Regions from separate parts of the Zea mays genome. Here region 2 is linked to region 1. The links are chromatin contacts, called in public Hi-C maps. All regions are on one chromosome and are shown on one strand. Each heading gives the region's core, a stretch centred on a gene start, on an enhancer-like site or on the middle of the called end of the contact. The rest is flanking DNA. Distances are from core to core; before and after follow the strand shown.

Region 1 (3,292 bases), core at 286-2,785:
TCCTCATCACCCTCTGCTTCAAGCTTATTCTTGAGAAACTTAACATTGCGGCTCTGGTCCACCTGAAACTGAAACTTCCTTCCAGTTGCAGTCTCAATGTTAATCACACGTAGATCTGATAGTCGAATAACAAGATGCAGAACATTTCCCTCGGCCAGCCCATAATCCTTGACTGGGGAGTTGTTTCTTGCCAGCTCATGCCCATCCAGCACAAGCCTCTGCTTCGTCGCCACAAAGCCCTTGAACTGCTGGATGCGCAGCTTGACAGATGCAATAGACTCAGATCCCAGCACGCTCATGGGCATGGGTGGCATACCCGGCACAGCAAGGAAAATAAGAATGGAATCCTGCAGTTGTGACCCAGATGAGCAGTGCTGTGACCGGCTGCCATTGAAGCAGATGGGCAGGAAGGCAGGGTCTTCTGGAACTGGCCCCAAGACAATCACACCTGCCGACGACATATTCACAGGGTGACAGCTACTAAGGAAACCCGAGATTCGTCACCAGCTGCTATCACTATTATTTACACTAAATCTACAAAGTAAGATTCTGGAAACTACAATTCGTGCGCCATGGAGACAGAAATCCAAGAGTTCCTCCCTTCCAAATCCAGGACGGAGGAAAACCTAAGAGGCACAGAACAGCAACCGAGATTACAATCCCATCTTGTGTTCAAATAAAAATCAAATCTGCACAAAACTTGGAAAACCTTCAGTTAACTGGGTACAAAATAAACAGATGATAGGTGAAACGGGTGAGGTGCGTACCGGGATTGATGGGATTGGGGGGAAAGTGTCACAGAACAGTCATTTCGACCTGCTGATGGTCCATTCCCAATCGCGTAACGGATGCTGCGAGCCTGCGACGGTCTGATCATTTGGAGCGATGGGTCAGGAATTTACTCAAATCCCCAGTAAATTGTAACCAAAAGTCAGTGAAATTGCTCACCGAAGGCAACAAAGCATCCGCTGCCCCCTTTTCCTCGATTGGGGGGAGCGCACCAAAGGGCCGGTTCCTTCAACCCTCAGCCCGGATGGGGCTGTAGCCCCACGGATTCCTTCCCTCCCGGCACAAACCTGCAGCATCACATCTCAGATCAGATCACCCCAATCGATTCAAACCCCAAACCCCGGAGCAAAATCCAAGAGAAGTTACAGCGAAACGCGCAGGATAAACTCGTGCGCTCAACCGAGGACGAGAAGCAACTCACCACGCCCGAATTAGAGAAATAATAACCCGATTGGGGGAGCACACCAAAGGGCCGGATCCTTCAACCCTCAGCCCGGATGGGGCTGCAGCCCCACAGATCCCTTCCCTCCCAGCACAGACCTGCAACATCACATCTCGGATCAGATCACCCCGACCGATTCAAACCCCAACGCCCGGCAAAACTAAATTCAACAGAAGTTACAGCGAAAATCGCATGATGAACTCGCGCGCTCAGCCGAGGACGAGAAGCGACTCACCACGCCTGAATTAGAGAAATAATAATATGTAGGCTTTCAAATCCCAAAGTCCCCAACGCCCGCTTCTTCTTGGTCCGCGGTTCACGCAGGGAAGAGAACGAGAACAAGAGAAGTTATGGTTGGTTTGTGTAGTGCACAGCAAGGAAGAAGAGAGAAATGGCAAGAAAAGAGAGGACAAGGATGCAGCGGCTGGTGGTCTTTATTCCTAGGTTGCGTTCTCATTTGACCGATGGCCGTGACGGTGACTTGCCGAGCGCGTCGCAGCTTGCCGGATTAAAGCCAGTTTTTTTACTGTCTGTAAAAACAGTAGAAATATGTATAATTTAAAGTCAAGCAAACAGGTATAAATTAAGTTTGTGTGTCGACTTGCCAAGTACGATTAGGGGTGAAAATGGAACCAATAATACGAATTCGAATGTCACGGTTTACCATATTTTAGTTTAAATTCGGATACAAATTCGAATATCTTCGATTACGAATACAAAATAGATAGTTGAATCTGAATTCTTATTCGGATATTTACTCAATTCAACTCAAACATCATACCCTAAAATTTAACATATGCATATATGGATTTTTATTTAAGTACAAGTTTAAAGATAGTAAATAGAAAGTCAAAACAAACTTAAATTAAAATAGATTTCTCGTGAACCACCGTATCCAAGTCAACAAAACTATATAAATAATATTTTAAACTATCGAAGCATGTAACAAAAGAACATGTGTTATTTAACAAGTGACATTTGTACAGATACAAGTAAATTACAATCGATATAAAATAGTAAATGTACCAAGCAAAACAAATTTGTTGTTCTAAAATGAATGAATATCATATATATAAATGTGTGTACCAAAACTTAAATGAAAACATGAAGAAAATTATCTATATATTGTAAAGTGGAGAGTTATAGTATGATGTTTGAGTTTAATTGATAACATGAAGAAATTTATCTATAAATGTGTGTACCAAAACTTAAATGAAGAAATTTATCTATATATTGTAATGTGTGTACCAAGAATGTTTATCGAACTTCGTTGAGATGTGTTCGCTCTATAGATAAAGTGGAGAGTTATAATTTAATGTTTATGAAAACTTTTGAGTTTTATTATTAAATATCACTAGAAATATAAGGTTGATAATTTATTTATTTATCATATAAATATTTTAAATGATATATATCATTTTTCTAGTATATTACTAAACTTAAAATCATTTTTAATTAGTGATTAATGATAAAGTTAAGTTTGAAATGGTTTCATGAAACACATTTTTCACGAATAGGATAGTATCGGATGTTTCATGGTTTTTTCGAATACGAATATGGAATCAGATAGAGAAAAGTACTATAAATCGAATTCGAATACATCCATTTGACATCCATATTGAAATCGAATACGAATACAGATATCCATACTAGTAGTTTTAGTGAATACGAATACGGATAACTCGGATCTCCAGACATCCATTTCCAGCCCTAATTACGATACCACGCTCTTGCGCTCCAACAATACAACTCTTGTATGCGAGCATGCTTGGAGCAACTTCAATAATTATTAAAAGATTTCCTAAATCATTAATTTAGATAGTTAACATAATAACTACTCTCTTATAGTTCTCTAAATTAACTTCCTAAATTTAGCAACTTTTCATCTAACCTAATTTTCTCTCTACATCTACCAATCATTTAGTAACTCCCTAATACCCCGTTTAGATGTAGATATTGAAACACATCATTGGGAATTGAATCAATTTTCCAGAATTCTATTGTTTGGTTTCGAATCAGAGACTCAATTCCATGGAATTGAAGTGTAACTAGAAACTCCCT
Region 2 (3,186 bases), core at 335-2,834, 170 kb before region 1:
CTGAACCTGAAAATTCTGGCCATTGTTTTTAAACCTGTCCAAAGTAGAGTTCAGATGGTTGATATCTTGTTCATTCAAATAAACAAACAGTGCTGCAAAGTAATCCAAACAGCAGCATTACCATTTGTTCTGTGTCTCGTCAAAGATGAGGAACTCAATGGCGTGCACCCCAGGATCATCTATCTCAATCCTTAGAGTGGAGTTATCACCTGACTGCACAGTTATGGACATTAGTAACTACTGTTCCGTGGTGGCACAAAGATCCTTGATGCAAGACGACTGACCTTTACAAAAGGTGTCCTGAGAGCCCTGTTCTTGTACACTGTCGTTCCATCAGGTTTTCTGGACGGGAGGATCCAATCTCTGCAGCCAAGTAGCTCAAGTACATCAAATTCAATCTAAAAGGAAGTGCAGCAAATGGCATAAGAGCATGTGTGACTGAGTGCAAAAGCGGGAAGAGAAGCTTCGACGGCAGCAAATGGCATACGAGCATGTTTGAGACATGTTTTATCATCAAAAGCGGCAAGAGAAGCAGTGCCTCACACCTCTTGTCCGGGCGAAGGGCTCCCCAATGCAAAATCAGGGAACCGCTTGTGTTGGTCACCTCCAGGCTAATCTCTGACACCAAACCCTGCGGCGCTGGGTTCACTGCGACCTGTTCCCACACAATGCACCAATAGTGTTATAGAGATAAAATCGTAGCAGATGGGTGAATGAACCTGGTATCCAGCGGTCGCACCTGGAGCTCGGAGTTGGAATCCAGCGTGAACTTTCCGATAAGCTGCGACAAGAGCAACGGAAAGACATGAAAATGAAGCAGGCAAATTGCCAAACAGTGGGAGAACATCAGCTGATGATGGCCCAGCGGCGAAAGATAGAGCAGGCATGAGGTGCTTACGTCGGGGGACGCGCGGTCCGCGGACGTGGCGACGGCGCGCGGCACGACGGGGCCGCGGCTAGAGGCGGAGAGCGTCGTGGGGCGGCGCTGGCCCCCGCTGCGTCGGAGGGACGCTGGCTGCGGCTGCTGCTGCCGCTTCGCTGGCGAGGAGGCCGCGGGCCGTGCGCGGAACGCGAGCGCGCACCGCTCAGCCGCCGCTGCGTTGGCCGCGGCACTGAATCCGGACATGGCACGCGAATCTCAACCGCTCGGACACCTTTTGATACCGACGTTGCAGCGAATCTCAGCCGCTGTTGGTCGGCTTGCTCACTCGCTTCCTACACATACCAGAAGAAACCAGAAGGAAAAAAAAAAGACGAAGCAGATATTATCGCGAGGAAGCGAACGAGTGGAATGCAGGCAAGAACAAGAACCGCCAGGATCAAGCCAGCGCACGCACGGACGGAGACAGTCACGGAGTATCAAGAAGCCACGGACACGATCAGCAAGATGAAGCCGCGGCGCACTCACGGTGGCTCCGAAAGAGCGAAGAGGGGTGGCGGTGAAAAGAAGAGGATGGGAAGGAGGCGCGAGCGGCGAAGCGCGGGCTGCGGAGGAGGAGGATGGAGTGGGAGGAGGAATGGGCGCGGGCGGGGCGGGCGGTCAGCGCAGCGTCTCGTTGCTCGCTCGCCTCTCTCCTCTGTCCCGTTCCCGAAGAATGCGCACAGTCCGGCGTCGGCGTGGGTGGACGCTACGAGACGCGACCTGTAATTATCTTCTCGCTTGGAGGTAGCAAGAGACCGAATTACAATGCCAATTTCGCATCCTCTCCCTTCCTGCTTCTATCATTTTCAGCGCACTGAAAAAAAAAAGTAGCACCATGCCACCATCAGTGGAAAGACGTAGCAACATGAACATGTGAGATTTTACTAGCAAGCCTAATTTTTTTTCTATTGGTGTGGATATGAAAAGCTGCAAAGTAGTGGTTTTACATCCTGGGTGTATATAATATTTTTTCTAATATGTAGTATTAGTTTTTACAGCTTTATCTCTCTCTTCTCTTTCTTTTTATCTCTCTTTTACCTCAACAATTAGTTATTTTACAGCATATTATTGTACTTGCTTTGCTCTGAGAAGCGATAACTGACAGCGTTACATTCAGTTTTTGAGCCAATCATATATTTCCTGGTGTCCTTAATTTTATCCGTCATTTATATGGCACTTGAATTTGCATCAGATTTCAGGTGCTGCAACTAGTTTCGGACAAGCATGTGGCAACAAAATCAAACAAATCTTCAACATACACATACGCAAAATCGTTAGAACTTATTATATCAATCAAAAGTACTGCTAGAAACGAATTTAAGCTGAGGCTTGATTTTGGCAAGAACGACAAAAATATGTACGTTACGTAGCATATACTTACAGCTCATTGCCTAGTTAGCCCACAATCAACTGCAGCCTAGGATATCGATCCCCGGTTTGACCCCTCAACACTGGCCGATATGGCCGCGTTGATGGCACAAGATCTAAAACGAATCACAGTATTGATGATTGATGAAATTTAGAGCAAGCCACTATTGTGTTTTATACAATTTAGAAGAAATTTATTTGCCTATGCCACTGCATGCTACCTTTGGTAGTTTTGTGAAGAAATTACTTGGATAGTCTGTGACGTTTTTTTGAAAAGAAAAAGGATGTAGAGGAAACCTGCGGCACAGCTTTATTTATTGCATAAAATATAACAAGATGAAACAAAGGAACCGAACGAGCTGGATAGAAAAAAGAGAAAGAGAAAGAAGAGGATACTAAAAAATTAAGAAAGAGAAAGAAGAGGATACTCAAAAATTAAGGGTAGGGCTAAATCCAAACATCTGAAGCTCCAACGTGTCATTGAAACAAATCATCCATGTAGAAAACGAAGGGACCATATTTTTAAAGATGAAATCATTTCTTTGCTTCCAGATGGTCCAAGTCACAAAAGCCACAATTTTTATGAAGAGGCGTCGGGCAAAAGCGCTCTTCGCATTTTCGAACATTAGAAAGAAATCTAGCTCAAGATTCCACTGAATACCGACATACTGCCAGCATTCCAAGCTGAAAGGACACTCAAACAACAGATGGAACGAATGTAGCCTCCTTGCAGTTAGAGTCACAAAGAACACAATGCAGATCACTAGAAAACCTTTCCTTCTGAGCAAATTCTTCGAGTTGATTTTATCTCTTAAGACAAGCCAAACAAAGATTTATTTTTTTACCATTGTGCTCTTGTAATGTAGATGAAGAATAGGTATTGCTCCAACGCCATT

What was found. A called contact is a pair of places that touch in the nucleus more often than the background predicts.
Region 2: a Hi-C map of leaf shows a contact between it and region 1, with 6 times the contacts expected there. The contact joins the promoter of LOC100381411 here to the promoter of LOC100274207 in region 1. A contact is called at or near these places in 3 of 25 Hi-C or Micro-C datasets (ear and leaf).

What each region holds. Positions count from the first base shown.
Region 1 is chr6:117,765,489-117,768,780 of Zm-B73-REFERENCE-NAM-5.0, reverse strand. LOC100274207 reads right to left here and starts at 1,535. Exons shown (of 6, transcript NM_001360561.1): 1 at 1,467-1,535; 2 at 1,207-1,329; 3 at 949-1,076; 4 at 768-869; 5 at 1-626. The coding sequence starts at 461.
Region 2 is chr6:117,940,444-117,943,629 of Zm-B73-REFERENCE-NAM-5.0, reverse strand. It overlaps LOC100381411 (Alpha-glucan water dikinase 1 chloroplastic), which reads right to left and starts at 1,584. Exons shown (of 33, transcript NM_001361424.1): 1 at 1,338-1,584; 2 at 899-1,215; 3 at 740-781; 4 at 546-655; 5 at 285-363; 6 at 122-213; 7 at 1-34. The coding sequence starts at 1,126.